2 separate regions of the Sus scrofa genome follow, and region 2 is linked to region 1. The links are chromatin contacts, called in public HiChIP or PLAC-seq maps. All regions are on one chromosome and are shown on one strand. Each heading gives the region's core, a stretch centred on a gene start, on an enhancer-like site or on the middle of the called end of the contact. The rest is flanking DNA. Distances are from core to core; before and after follow the strand shown. Region 1 overlaps LOC110255759 (a long non-coding RNA gene). Region 2 overlaps LOC102161217 (a long non-coding RNA gene).

What was found. HiChIP or PLAC-seq counts read pairs in DNA pulled down with a chosen protein or histone mark.
Region 2: a contact with region 1 is called in an H3K27ac HiChIP or PLAC-seq map of alveolar macrophages, with 4 times the contacts expected there. The contact joins two enhancer-like sites. A contact is called at or near these places in 1 of 47 Hi-C or Micro-C datasets (fetal heart ventricle) and 1 of 2 datasets of contacts at active chromatin or transcription factors (alveolar macrophages).

The regions. Positions count from the first base shown.
Region 1 is chr11:19,046,497-19,053,424 of Sscrofa11.1, reverse strand. The region is part of intron 1 of LOC110255759 (a long non-coding RNA gene); the gene reads left to right. Among named protein-coding and RNA genes, the nearest start is that of RCBTB2, 32 kb to the left of the region's middle. Within about 2 kb of position 3,509, at least 20 of the 83 cell types and tissues checked have an H3K27ac peak or open chromatin away from gene starts, as enhancers often do. A contact at or near this core is called in alveolar macrophages, where this site is marked.
Region 2 is chr11:19,390,183-19,397,110 of Sscrofa11.1, reverse strand. The region is part of intron 1 of LOC102161217 (a long non-coding RNA gene); the gene reads right to left. Among named protein-coding and RNA genes, the nearest start is that of ITM2B, 16 kb to the right of the region's middle. Within about 2 kb of position 3,585, at least 13 of the 83 cell types and tissues checked have an H3K27ac peak or open chromatin away from gene starts, as enhancers often do. A contact at or near this core is called in alveolar macrophages, where this site is marked.

The sequences.
Region 1 (6,928 bases), core at 2,260-4,759:
GAGCACATTTTAGAAGCACTTAGCGGGAGTTCCATTGTGGCTCAGTGGGAATGAACTTGACTAGTATCCATGAGGACGAGGGTTCAATCCCGGGCCTTGCTCAGTGCGTTAAGGATCCCACATTGCCTTGGGCTGTGGTGCAGTGAGCCAGGTCGCAGATGTGGTTCAGATCTGGTGTGGCTGTGGCTGTGGCTGTGGCCGGCAGCTGCAGCTCCGGTTCAGCCCCTAGCCTGGGAACTTCCATATGTTGTGGGTGCGGCCCTAGGGGAAAAAAAAAAGGAAAAGAAAAGAAAAAAGAAACACAGGAACAGACTCTCCAAATCCCCCTGGACTGACTCATGACTTGGACACAAGAGAGAGGGCACCTCTCGCAGGATCAAGTCTCCAACTTCAAGGTCCCCACAGTCCAGCCCAGCCTCATGTCCCAGCCTGTCCCTCAGATCTCTCTTGCTTGCTGAGTGAGGGGTGGGGTCAGTCGGGAGATCACAGGTGTTGAACCTGTCTTAGCTGGCACTCCCTCTGTTAACACGCACCACCTCCTGCTTACCCCACCCAGCCAGGCAGCAGGGCCTCCTTGAGTTCCCAGGCCACGCCTGGTGTTTTTCCTCCCAAGCTTCTAGTAGGAAGGCCCCCTCCTTTCCAGCTCTCTCTTCATAGCCCCTCTCTTCCCCAACCCATCTTGTCTGTTCTAAGCCTCTGTTCTTGTTAGCTTGACTCTGAGTCTAGCAAACGAGTGGGCATGAAACTTCCCTAGCTATGAACACGCCTCTTAACCTATTTTTCTACCTCCATCTTCTGGATTTAAACATAACCTGGGACAGAGTAGGTTAGTTGTGACTAGTTGTGGATGGATGGGTGGATGAATGGGTAGGTGGGTGAGTGGATAGATAAATGGATGGATGGATGGATGGATGGGTGGTGGATGGATGGGTGGGTACCTCAGAGATCAACACCAAGAACCAATATTTCAAGGCTTGGTGAACACATTTTTCCAGGGCAGCAGAAAGTATTCTGAAAACCAGTGATGCCTAAGATGCTGCTCATTGCAATGACGATGGATGGCGCAAATCACTTCCCCACAGATGGTTTCTGTTTGCAGAACAGAGTTCTAGGTCCAACCCTGGGAAGGGTCCCAACCCCACCACACCTTCCCCCTCCCCCAACTGAGGGAAGTAGCCAAGTATAGGATGGGTTTTAGTCTGTGTGGCTGGGTGGGTGGGGTGAGGAGTGAATAAAGAGAGAAGGGGCAAAGTAGGGTCAAGTGGTAGCTTTGCTTGACGCCTGGAATTCAGAGGGGCGCCTCTCTCAGCAGGATGGCGGCTGAATGCTGCTTTGGAGCAAACATCCCCTCCCCCACTCTCAACATCGTGCTCCTTCCGTGTATGTCTTTGACTCTGTTTTGGCCTCTGTGTCGCCTTGATCTGAGCCCTCACGAGGGTGTCAGGTGATGTTTCCCCATTTACCTGAGTGTGTATCACACCTGTGTATGTGATGTGTCTGTGGGTCTGCGAGCTTTGCCCTGGATTCTGGTTGGGAGGTCGGTTCTCATGTCTGCTGGGCGGCTCCTCAGGGCTGGTGGCCCTCCCATTGCCTGCCTGCACACAGACTGAAGGAAAGTCCTTGGCAAATTGTGTTTGGGGACATAGCCTTTATTTTATTTCATTTTTTCTCTTTAGGGCCACACCCGTGGCATATGGAAGTTCCCAGGCTAGGGGTTGCATCGGAGCCATAGCCGCCAGCCTACACCACTGCCACAGCAACTTGGGATCCAAGCCACACCTGTGACCCACACCAGAGCTCATGGCAACGCCGGATCCTTAACCCACTGAGCAAGGCCAGGGATCGAACCTGTATCCTCAGGGATCCTAGTCAGGTTTATTAACCGCTGAGCCACAAAGGGAACTCCTTGGGGACATAGCCTTTAAACTGCCACCACAGCATAGAATTAGGGGGTTTAGAGATAAGGGGCTAAGTGGACCTTGCGCTTTCTTCCATTTACCATCATGTGTAATCTTTCTGCAGGACCCTGGCGGATGAGCATTATAATTTCCCCACTTTTCACATGAAGAATCTGAGAAGCAGAAAGCTGAGAGGGGATTCAAGTCCTTAGTTCTGGCTTTTCTGCTCTATTTTTTTTTTTTTTTCTTTTTTGGCTTGGAGGTCTCTCATGGCTATCATTTAATTTCTTTCTTTCTTTCTTTTTTTTTAATCTTGTCCACAGCATGTGAGGACGTTCCTGGGCCAGGAATTGAACCCTTGCCACAGCAGTGACAATGCTGTATCCTTAACCTGCTAAGCCACCAGGGAGCTCCTCACTTATTTTATGCAGTAGCTGAAACTAAGAATGTATTTTCTATAATCCCTTTGTGTGTCTGATAAAACAAATACCTGCTTGTTGGTTGGCACATCTCTCAAACCTCCAGGAGACTATGAAGTGGGTATTTCTGCATCCCCAAGGGCCTCCCTCTCTGAACTAGATCTCTGAGGTAACCCTTGGTGAACAGTTTGAAGCCGGACCCCAGGATTCATCAAGGCTATTCATTTCTTGAAGCTTCCTGTCTCTTCTCAAGGGTCTGCCTCAGGCCTGCCTTTGCTTCACTGGATCATTTCCAGGAAGCTTTCCGCAGTGTGCCGTGAGAAGCCTGAAGGCTGCTACAGCTGGGGACACGCCAGCCTGCTGTGTGTGCATTGTCTCAGGGCCTGGCTCAGCCCTCTAGGGGACCCAACCCATCCTCTCCTGGTTTCTCATTTACTGCGGGAAAAGTATCTCTTTTCCGGGGGATTTTTTTCTGTTTTTGGCTTTTCTTTTTTTAGGGCCGCTCCTGTGGCATATGGAGGTACCCAGGCCAGGGGTGGGAGGGGAGCTGCAGCTGCCGGCCTCCACACCACAGCCACAGCAACCTAGGATCCAAGCTGTGTCTGGGGCCTACAACACGGCTCACGGCAATGCCGGATCCTCAATCCACTGATCGGGGCCAGGGACTGAACTCGCGTCCTCATGGATAGCAGTTGGGTTCATTACTGGTGAGCCACAGTGGGAACTCCCTTTTTTCCCTTTTTCCCTCATCCTGTTTCTGCTTGGGGAGTGAGTACAGAGGTGGGTGGGAGGGAGGAAAATCGGAAAGGAAAATCACTTTGCTGGAATAAGCGGATGAGTCTTCCCACTGAGATGATTTCCTCAGGTGACAGGCTGTGAGGCTTAGGAGACTGGCAGCAAGATTCTGTGGCCACCCAAGTCATTCTTGCAAACCAGGCACACCAGGGATTAGCTTTCTGGCTGTCAGGGAAGGATTTGTCAGGGTAGCTAAGTGTTTTGATTAATTAACTTAAAGCTGGGATCCTGTATAAATGCAAATTGTCATACCTCCTCTCACCCACTGAGTGCCTCTCTCAGACCAAAATGGGTAGGAGCCGAGGAAGAAGAGGTGGAGCTGGAATCACTGCCTGGCTGTGACTCCATCTGCAGTGGTCTCTGGGGGAGGAGGGCGACTCCGCTTGTGCAAGCGCCACTGTCACAATCCAGCACTGCAAAACGGGACCACGTGAGGAGGAGGCTCACCCTTTGCCACCATGTTCAGCTCCTGACCTTAACCGAAAGAGGAACACAGCGTGGCCATCAGAAATCTTTTAGAGGGATGTCGACACCCTTCCAATCTCTGAACGTACAAAGGCACGTGCACTTGGGCAGTTTTTCAGTACCTCTGATTCTGACCTCATCCTTCTTGGACAGTGGTGTTTATTTTTATTTGCATGCAGGGTCAAGTGTACGGTGGGGAAAGGAGGCCTCACAGGGTGGCAGGAGCAGATGCAGCGCCCTGTCCACACACACCAGAAAGCTTGAAGGGAAAGGCGGGAAGAGCCAGGAGGCTGGCCACACATCCCCAGGTGCCATTGACTGCTTGGGTGAACTTGGGCATGAAACCTAACTGCTGGGGCCACCAGTCATCAGTGGACATGGGGCTCACCTCACAGGAAGGCTGAGGAACCTCAGTAAGATGTGTCTGCAAATGGCTCAGCACGACACACACGATAACTGCTTAACAAATACTCGCTTGTACTTGACCATGACTCTGTCCCATCTGAATTTATTTGCTTTTGATAACTTTGCTCCCAGAACCTGCAGAGGGTGGCAGAGCGCTGCTGTTGGCGGTCCCTTCTTCCTGCCTTTTCTCAGGGCTTGTAAAACTGGTTTAATTGCTTTTAAAATCAGAAGAAAAAAAAAGCCACATTAAAAAAATAACTCTTCTGGAATTTGTTGTCCATATGCTTTTAAAATTTTTATTTATTTATTGCTTTTTAGGACCACACCTGTGGCATATGGATGTTCCCAGGCCAGGGGTCAAATCGGAGCTGCAGCCTGGGCCACAGCCAAGCAGTGCCGGATCCTTTAACCCACTGAGCAAGGCCAGGGATTGAACCCACATCCTTATGGATACTAGTCAGGTTTGTTACCGCTGAGCCACAATGGGAACTCCCAAAAAACAGATTTTAATGAATATATAGCAATGAATCCACCCAGGATTATACTAATCTTTATGCCAGCAGAGTCACCAAATAACATTTACAATATTTTTTCAGTGGAGGAAAGGACCGCAAAAGTCTTAATTGGGCCCTGCAGGTTCCAGAACTCACAGGGGTTGGCAGCTAGGTCTGGCTTTTGGCAAAGGTCAGGGGGCTGAACCCACCAAGTCCCTGAGGGGAAAGTAGGAGACATCCTTTATCTGCCACGGAAAAGCACAGACCTTTTTCCTAGAGCAAACTCAGTGCTCAGACATGCAGAACAAATAGCTCCTGTTTGCCCAGGTCACTGCACAGGCGGAGTCTGAGGGGAAATCTTGCAGTGAGAGCGTGGGGCTGTGGGGACAGTCCTGGATTCAGCGTGGAGGACAAAGGGGGCCACACGCGGCATTTTTCAAACAGCTGAAGCTCGCATCTTACATCCTGTACGAGTGCTTCTTAATGCCAGCCATTTTGGAAGGAAACCTCTTTATAATGTGCCTAGCCTTCTCTGATAAGCTGAGCATTTTAAACATTTATGAGTGCTATGCACACACACACACACACATGCACACACACATACACACATTAAGTCCAATAGCCCTGAAAGATTAAGACAAATAAGAGGGTTCCCCGCTTCACATTTCAGTCTTTCTGGGTTCCTTATCCTGCTCCTTGAAGGCAATTATCTTCAACCCTTCTAAGCCCCTTCTATTTTTTCTGTATTTAACTGGATGTTTCTAAGGAAGAGACACATACAGCTATTTCCCAACTTGTCAGTTTCAGATGGTAGCTACGACTGTCCTGCTGTGGTGGGCGAAAGTTTAGCTACCTGACACCCCCCATCCCCTCCCCCTCTGACCTCAGTTCTCTCTCCTGCAGCTGCCAATGAAGTTATATATTGTTTACTAAATCTGTATTTAGAATATCCATTATTGGAGTTCCCGTTGTGGCTCAGTGGAAATGAATCTAACATCCATGAGGACGCAGGTTCAATCCCTGGCCTTCCTCAGTGGGTTAAGGATCTGGCATTGTCGTGAGCTGTGGTGCAGGTGGCAGATGTAGCTCGGATCCCTTGTTGCTGTGGCTATGGTATAGGCTGGCAGCTATGGCTCCGCTTGGGCCCTTAGCCTGGGAACTTCCATATGCTGCAGGTGTGGCCCTAAAAAGAAAAAAGAAAAAAAAAAAAAAGGAATATTCATTATTAGCACGGTGGAAATGTCCACTGCTGAGCTCACAATTATATTCCCTTTCTTATACGGTATGTAGAGTGTCCAGAGTTAATATTTGCCTTACGTTTCATGTTTGCTTGGTTATCTTTTTCTGCTGCTCTTTAATTCTTTCTAAAGAGGCCAAGTGATCTGTAAAACATGATCACAGCCATCAGGCAATCTATCGGTTCCTCTCATTCCTCTGGAGTCCTGCCGGAAAATGGGGTGGTTTCTCCCCATCCAGGTGGCTGCCCTGCCAGGCTCCTGGCTTCCCTCCTCACTGCTCTCCTGAGTGGGGTCCTAGTTCTGGATCCACTGCCTTGCCCTTCCTTCCTGGACTCATCTTTCCCCTTTCTTCTCACATTTGCTCTTTTGACTGGCAGCTTTTTGAGAAAGCAGACACGAGACATACAACCTTTCCAGATTTTGGGCATCTGAAAATGTCTCAAATCTACATATTCACTTATAGCCTGGTGTCCTAGAATTTTGAAACATCTCTCCAAGATCGTCTAGCTTCCAGGGGTGTTGTGAAACCCAGTCATTTTGCTTCTTGGTCCTTTCCATCTGATTGGAAGCATTTAGCATGTTCTCTTTACACCAGGAATCCTGCAGTTTCGAGATGCTGTGCCGTGGGGGTCTTTTTCACTTATTGTTTTGGATAGTTAGTGGGCTCCTTTCAACCCAGAGACTGATTCCCTTCAGCCTGGTTACATGTTCTCGTATTCACTCCTTGAAATTTTCTTCCCTCTATTCTCTCAAGTCTCCCTTCCTCTCATCTCCTACTAGTCCGATACTGTACCACCGGATATCAATCCCCTAATTTTCTTACCCCTTCCCAAGTATCAATCTCTTTGTCTTATTGTTCTACTTTCTGTGCCATCATAATCTAAGTTCTACACAAATAACAACCCCTGAATGTCCAAAATCTTTTAGCATCTTCTAAAACTGTGTTAGAGTTCCCATCGTGGCTCAGTGGTTAACGAATCCGACTAGGAACCATGAGGTTGCGGGTTCGGTCCCCCACCTTGCTCAGTGGGTTAAGGATCCCCATTGCTGTGGCTGTGGTATAGGCTGGTGGCTACAGCTCCGATTGGACCCCTAGCCTGGGAACCTCCACGTGCCGCGGGAGCAACCCTAGAAAAGGCAAAAAGATAAAAAAATAAAATAAGACTGTTGACACTTCTTGCCCATCATTGTTTCCTCTAGTGTCCTCCTGATCT
Region 2 (6,928 bases), core at 2,336-4,835, 340 kb before region 1:
AAAACTGTGTACCGCATTTATATGTAGATAAAAGTTTTTATCCTTTTTTAAAAAATATAGTAATGCAATTAAAATGGACAAAGTTTTTTTTTATTCTTTTTTGTGTGTAATATGCTTCATCTTTGGTGCACTCCATTATGGCTGAATTCTTTGGCTCGTTTCTTAAAATTCACTACTTTATACGTGGATGTGTTTATTTTGCTATTTGGTTTATATACTAGGATTTTATTTCAATGATGATATTTTTGGTTTTCAAGGGTGACAACTGACTCTTTCATGAGAAGCTGCCTGCTGTGATGGGTATGGTATCTTCTCATATCTCTGAAGTTATTAGCTATAGTTAATTATAGTTAATTTAAAATTTTACTTGCTCTATTAACTGTTTCCTCTGGCATTCATGCTTTTACTTATTGTGTTTGGTGCCTGTCTTTCATGGTATTGGTTTTCTGGTGATTCTTGGTTTGCGGCTTGTCTTTGTTTGAGCAGCCCTGTCTGTGGGAATTGGTTCTGTTCCTGGGAGCTGTCTCTGGCCACTCTGGGCAGGCCAGGGCACAGGAGCTGGGAGGAGCTCTCCAGCCCTCTCCTACTCTCCCTGGAACAATGTTTCTCAACCCTGTTTTCATTATGTCTTCCTAATGACACTCATCACTGCCTGGACCCAGTGAATTTTTATACACAGGTATGCTGTAGATCGGTTTATTTACTGTGGTCCTTTGGAAGGCCACAAATTATTGCACTAAGACTTTTTTTTTTTTTTGGTCTTTTTAGGGCCGTACCCACAGCATATGGAGGTTCGCAGGCTAGGGGTCGATTCAGCGCTACAGCTGCTGGCTTGCACCACAGCCACAGCAATGTGGGATCCAAGCTGCATCTGCAACCTACACCGCAGCTCACAGCAACGCAGCATCCTTAACCCACTGAGCGAGGCCAGGGATCGAACCCGCAACCTCATGGTTCCTAGTCGGATTCGTTTCCGCCACGCCACAATGGGAACTCCCTTAAGAGGGTTTTTGGTAACTCTATCCCCACCCCACCCCCACTCCCAAACCAATTTTCACCACACTGGGAGTAATAAGTACACACCCCCAGCTGAAGATGTGTGCTCTGAAGAATGTCTCTGCCTTTCTGCACCAAGTGTTCTGAGGTAAATGCTCTTACTGCCTTCTCCTTAGAAGGCAGCTGCTCAAAGAAGCCTCCTGCTCCTTTATGTAATACCTTGGAGCTTAGAGCATTCCAGCACGCCCTGAGTCATTCCTAGAGTCTGTGATGCACTAGGATGTCTAGTTGTTGGGTATTTTACATGTGTGATATATATATATATATATATATGGGGGAGAGAGAGAGATTATTTCGTAGAGCAGTTTTAGGTTCACAGCAAAATTGAGCAGGAAGTAGAGACGGTTCTCACAGACTCCCTCCCCACTGCTCTCCCACCAGCTCTCCCACCACCAACACCCGCATGACTGTGTTCCTTCCAATGGTTACAATCTGCACGAGGTCTTAAGCTGATGTTTGCTCTATTAATCGGATGACCTAGGTCTTCAGCAATTCTGGATTTTTTCAAAAACTTGGACTTACTGGTAGCACATTTTGTTATTTTCAAGCAATGGATAAATTATTTGTCTTTATAGTTTTTGTAATTTTGAGGGGCTGGGCAAGGTGGGTGGGGAGGTCTTTCCTTCTTATAGTTTATGCCTCAAGTCAGTCTTCTAGAAAGATAGTTCTACCAGGATTTTAAAGAATGGAGGTTAGGAGTTCTCTTGTGGCACAGGGGGTTAAGGATCTGGTGTTGTCACTGCAACAGCTTGGGTCACTTTGTGGCACTGGTTTGATCCCTGGCCCTAAATAAATAAATAAGAGGCTGGAGTGATCATTAATTTCCACAGACTTATTTAAAGTTGTACCAGTGATCCTCCAATTTATAACAGTAATTCTTCTAAACGCTAAAGGGCAAGTAAATTATTCTTAACTAAATATTCAACATTTGGGGGGGTTGGGTTTTTTTTTTTTTTTTTTTTTGTCTTTTATAGGACCGCACCCACAGCATATGGAGGTTCCCAGGCTAGGGGTCAAATTGGAGCTGTACCTGCCAGCCTACACCACAGCCACAACAACGCCAGATCTGAGCCATGTCTGCCACCTACACCACATACCACAGCTCACAGCAATGCTGGATCCTTAACTCCTGAGCGAGGTCAGGGATCCAACCCACAACCTCATGGTTCCTAGTTGGATTCATTTCCGCTGCGCCACGAAGGGAACTCCCCCAACATTTGTAATAATAGTATATGTTAGCCTATGTATGATAAAGTAGCATGGTTCTATTTTTGTGAGTTCTTTCTTTAATGTACTATATTTATGATTGTTGGAGCTTATGATATATTTAATTTATACAGTGTTTAAAATTATATATCAATACTATACATTTAAGCAAATTTATAGCAGAAGACCACAAAGGTCACTAAATTCTATTTCCATTGCTCCATATTCACTTTAATCTGTCAGTATATATGTATACATATTTCATAGTTCTAATATTTTATGCATACTATTTTTGCCCGGTTTTGTTACTCAATGTGTGTGTGGGGGGAGTCTTGTGTGTATGTTTACTTATATTTCCAAGTCTACAAAGCTGTCATCTTTACTGTTCCTGTAATCATTATACAGGATGGAAATCATCATGTTTCCTGATAGCTTGTTAGTACTAAGAATTAACGATTTTTTTTTTTTTTTTTTTTTGCTTTTTAGGGCCACTCCACTGCATATTGAGGTTCCCAGGCTAGGGGTCGAATTGGAGCTACAACTGCCAGCCTGCACCACAGCCACAGCAACGCCCGATCCGAGCCATATCTGGGACCTACACCACAGCTCATGGCAATGCTGGATCCTTAACCCACTGAGCGAGGCCAGGGACGGAACTGGACCTCATGGTTCCTAGTCAGACTCATTTCCCCAAGCCACGACGGGAACTCCCAAGAATATTTTTATATTGTGTCAGAGCATGAATACTATCAAGCAGCTTTCCAAAAAAAAAAAAAAAAAAAAAAAGTATACCAATTTACAATGCACCTTTCGCCCTGTCAAACACTGGGCTTAAAATTTTTCATCCTTCTGGAAGTTTTTAAACTGGTATTTTTTTCTGTTTTACATTTGTGACTGCATTTTCCACTCAAGGACTTCCTGTCTGTATTGTCCCATGCATAAACGTGTTTGTGGCAGATTTTGCTGTCCTAATCCGTCTGTACCAACCTAACCATCCTACGCATTCTTCTCTGACACTCCTCCCATGGAGAGACGAGCTCTACACTCTTCCCCGTGATTCTGGGTGGCCTTGTGACTCTGGCAGAAGTGACCCTATGCCAACTCCAAGGCTAAGTTTAAAATAAAAATGCAATACAGTGTCTGCTTGGGTCAAAATAAGTGTATCAAGTTATACACTTGCTCTTAGAAGGGAGCCACCTTGCTGTGAGAAAGCCCAAACCACGGTGCAGAGGTCCAGGTGGAGCAGCAAGGAGGGCCTCGACCCACAGTCCCAGCTGAGTTTCAGTACAAAGCCGGCACCAAGCTGCGAGCCAAGTGAGCGAGTCATCTTGACTCACCAGTGCTCAAACTAGCCGCGCAGGGATAGGCAACCCTGCTGAGCTCTGCCCAAATTAGACTCATGAGCAAAATAAATCATTGTTTTTGTTTTAAACCACAAAATCTGGGGCTGGTTTTTTACCCAACAATAGATAACTGATAAAGTGTGGATGTCTGCTTTAAGCCACTTACCAAGTGCAATGTGGAATGCTGACCTGTGGTTAACTCTTCATTTGGAAGAGTCATTTAAAAAAGAAAAAGAAAAAAAGTTGGTGTTCCCAACGTGGCGCAGAGGAAATGAATCCGACTAGGAACCATGAGGTCTCGGGTTCGATCCCTGGCCTCGCTCAGTGGGTTAAGGATCTGGTGTTGCCGTGTGCTGTGGTGTAGGTCACAGAGGCGGCTTGGATCCTGCGTTGCTGTGGCTGTGGCGGAGGCTAGCCACTACAGCTCCAATTGGACCCCTAGTCTGAGAACCTCCATATGCTGCAGGTGTGGCCCTAAAAAGAAAAAAATAAAAGGTCAGAGAGAGTTCCCATCATGGCTCAGCGGTTAACAAACCCAACCAGCATCCATGAGGCAGCTGTGGCTCCAATTCGATCCCTAGCCTGGGAACCTCCATATGTTGAGGGTGTGGCCCTAAAAAGCAAAACAAACAAACAAACAAAATATATATATTTTTTTCTTTTTATTTCCCCCTGTATTAGCTTCTGTTTTAGATATTTGCTTTATTTCTTGGAGGCATTTAGATTTAATATTGTTACTACTGTATGTGTCAGTATAGGTTTTACCATCTCATAGTAATCCTGTTTCTTACTTGTACTGTTTTGGTTTCAAATCTGTTTTACCCTTACTATAATAGTAACTCTGCTTTTGCTTCTCCTTCTCTCTCTACTGTCTCTCATTTATTGTGTTTTGTTTTTGGACAATCATGTTGAAACTCAGACCATCTCTTGATAGCCTTCTTATTTCTGGTTCTGAAGATAATGATAGAAACAACAATTTTTAGCCAGAAAAGCACAAACATAGCTATCGATTATATCTCTTATTTTTATTAGATTTCCTGGAAATTTGAGGATCTTCAAAGCCTTGAAATTTGCACTTTTTAAAAAACTTCTTGGCAGTTCCCCGGAAGGCTCAGTGGTCAATGAACCCAAATAGGATCCACGAGGAGGCAGGTTCCATCCCTGGCATTGCTCAGTGAGTTAAGAATCTGGCATGGCTGTGAACTGTGGTGTAGGCTGGCAGCCATAGCTCCATTTCAACCCCTAGCCTCGGAGCTTCCATATGCCGTGGGTGCAGCCCTAAAAAGACCAAAAAAAAAAAAAATTATTTAACAAGCCACTTTGCACTCATTATAGAGAATCATCAACATTATGATCAATACTAGATTTTCTAAAGATGAAGGTGACCAATTCTATATAGGAATAGTGTTTCGAGCTTTTGCAAAAGTCAATAACGTCCCTAAGGCTATTTTATTGTTCAGTTTTCTATTCAATAGTATTTTGTATGTATTACAACTGATTTTATATGGTGTTGCCCAAGTAGTGAAAAACATGACCTCATTATGACTGCAGGCTTTTAAACTGCTTTCAAAATTTTCTTTTAAAGAAACATCTCCTTTTGTTGAAACTTTATAGCATTTATATTCTGTACTATTTGAATATCGTCTGTCTTATACAGTTCCTCTGTTTCACTTGTGTAATACTCTTCTCTTCCCAATCATATTTGTCTATTACTCCAAGGCAGGGATCTTGCTTCACACTCCTTTTGTTTTGTTTCTGCAACTTTGCACAGAGTAGGTGCTCAGTAAGTTCTTCTTAATTCGAGTTCTCCAAGCTGCCCAAAGGTGACTCCTAAAAGAGTGTGGGTAACATTGTGTATTACCACGTGTATGAGAGAGTTTGAAGTGTATGCCTATAGGAGGCTGGATAATAATCCCTAGAGCCTATAAATATTACCTTATATGGAAAAACTGTCTGTGCAAATGTGATTCAGTTAAGGACCCTAATTTGAAGATTATCCTGGGTTATCTGGGGGGCCTTAAAGCACATCGCTTGTGTTCTTATAAAAGAGAGGCAGAGGAATGGATATTTCAGAGAGAGAGGGTTGAGGGGAGAGAGAAAAGAAGAAAAAAAAAGGAGTAGTGGAGAAGGAGAGGAAGAAGCAGAGAATTATTTAGAGATGCTGGACTCGAAGATTTGAGTGGTGAAGCCACAGGCCAAAGAATGTCAAGAACCACCAGAAGTAGGAAGAAGAGTCAATGAAAGGATTCTCCCTTTGAAGGGAGTGGCTCGCAACACCTTGATTTCAGTCTGGTGATACTAGGTCAGAACTACTGTCTTCCAGAGAGAATACATTTCCACTACTTTAAGTCATCACATTTGTGATAATTTGTTAGAGTAGCCATAAAAAATGAATATGATTCCAATCCATTAATACTTTATCAGTTATTCAGGAGATTTAAGAATCATACATCTGGGAGCTCCTGGAACATTTTAATCTTCTAATTTGGACCTAATGACACCATCGTAAGAAGCCACTCTGCAGCATCCTTCAATGGACATGTCATCAGCCACACCGGGTCATTTTTCAATGAGGCTCAATCATATGTAGACCAGCAATGCCCACATTCACTGCCTCTGTCTGTTCTCTGTAGGTTCTGTCCACCTCTCAAATTCTCTGACCAGTCCGTAGGCTATAGCCTTTAATGGTGTCCTGTGTGATGAGAGCAGTGTTCCTGGATATAGTAGCAAGAGTCACCTTTGGTATCTACTCTGAAAACAAAGGATTACATGGAAGTGACCCATTGGTAAAGTGGGAGGCCTTCAAACCCACGAGAAAATTCTGCTAGCTTTCTAAATAAAACTGGCTTTAATTATGTGGTTTTAAGAAGCCTATGGAAATATTCTGTCTTCAATAAAACCGGAGTTAAGTCATCCTGCTTATAAAATGCCAATTGAGTGAAACCTAAAAACGGAATGCAGCTACACCGGTAAGGTACATCATTTTCCTGCTCACAGAGATTCGCACTTGACAGAGAGTCTTTGTGTTTCAGTTACTTTAGAACCAGCTGGTGGCCCCATGGGCACAGCTGAGAGATGCAAGGTCTTCACTCTTATTGAAGCACTTTTTATTTTTTAAAGGTTTCTTTGTTGTATTTTGTTTTTAAAACCAGGAAAGCAGCTTGCATCCCCAAGGTCATTGGCTCCCTCTCAGGTCTCTTCTTTTCACGACCATATTGTTTTGTTTTGTTTTTCTTTTACCTAGGAAAAAACTCAACCACAATGTAATGTTTATCCTTCAAAATAGCAGCCGAGAAAAGCACAGGATGTGTGAGCCTAAAAAC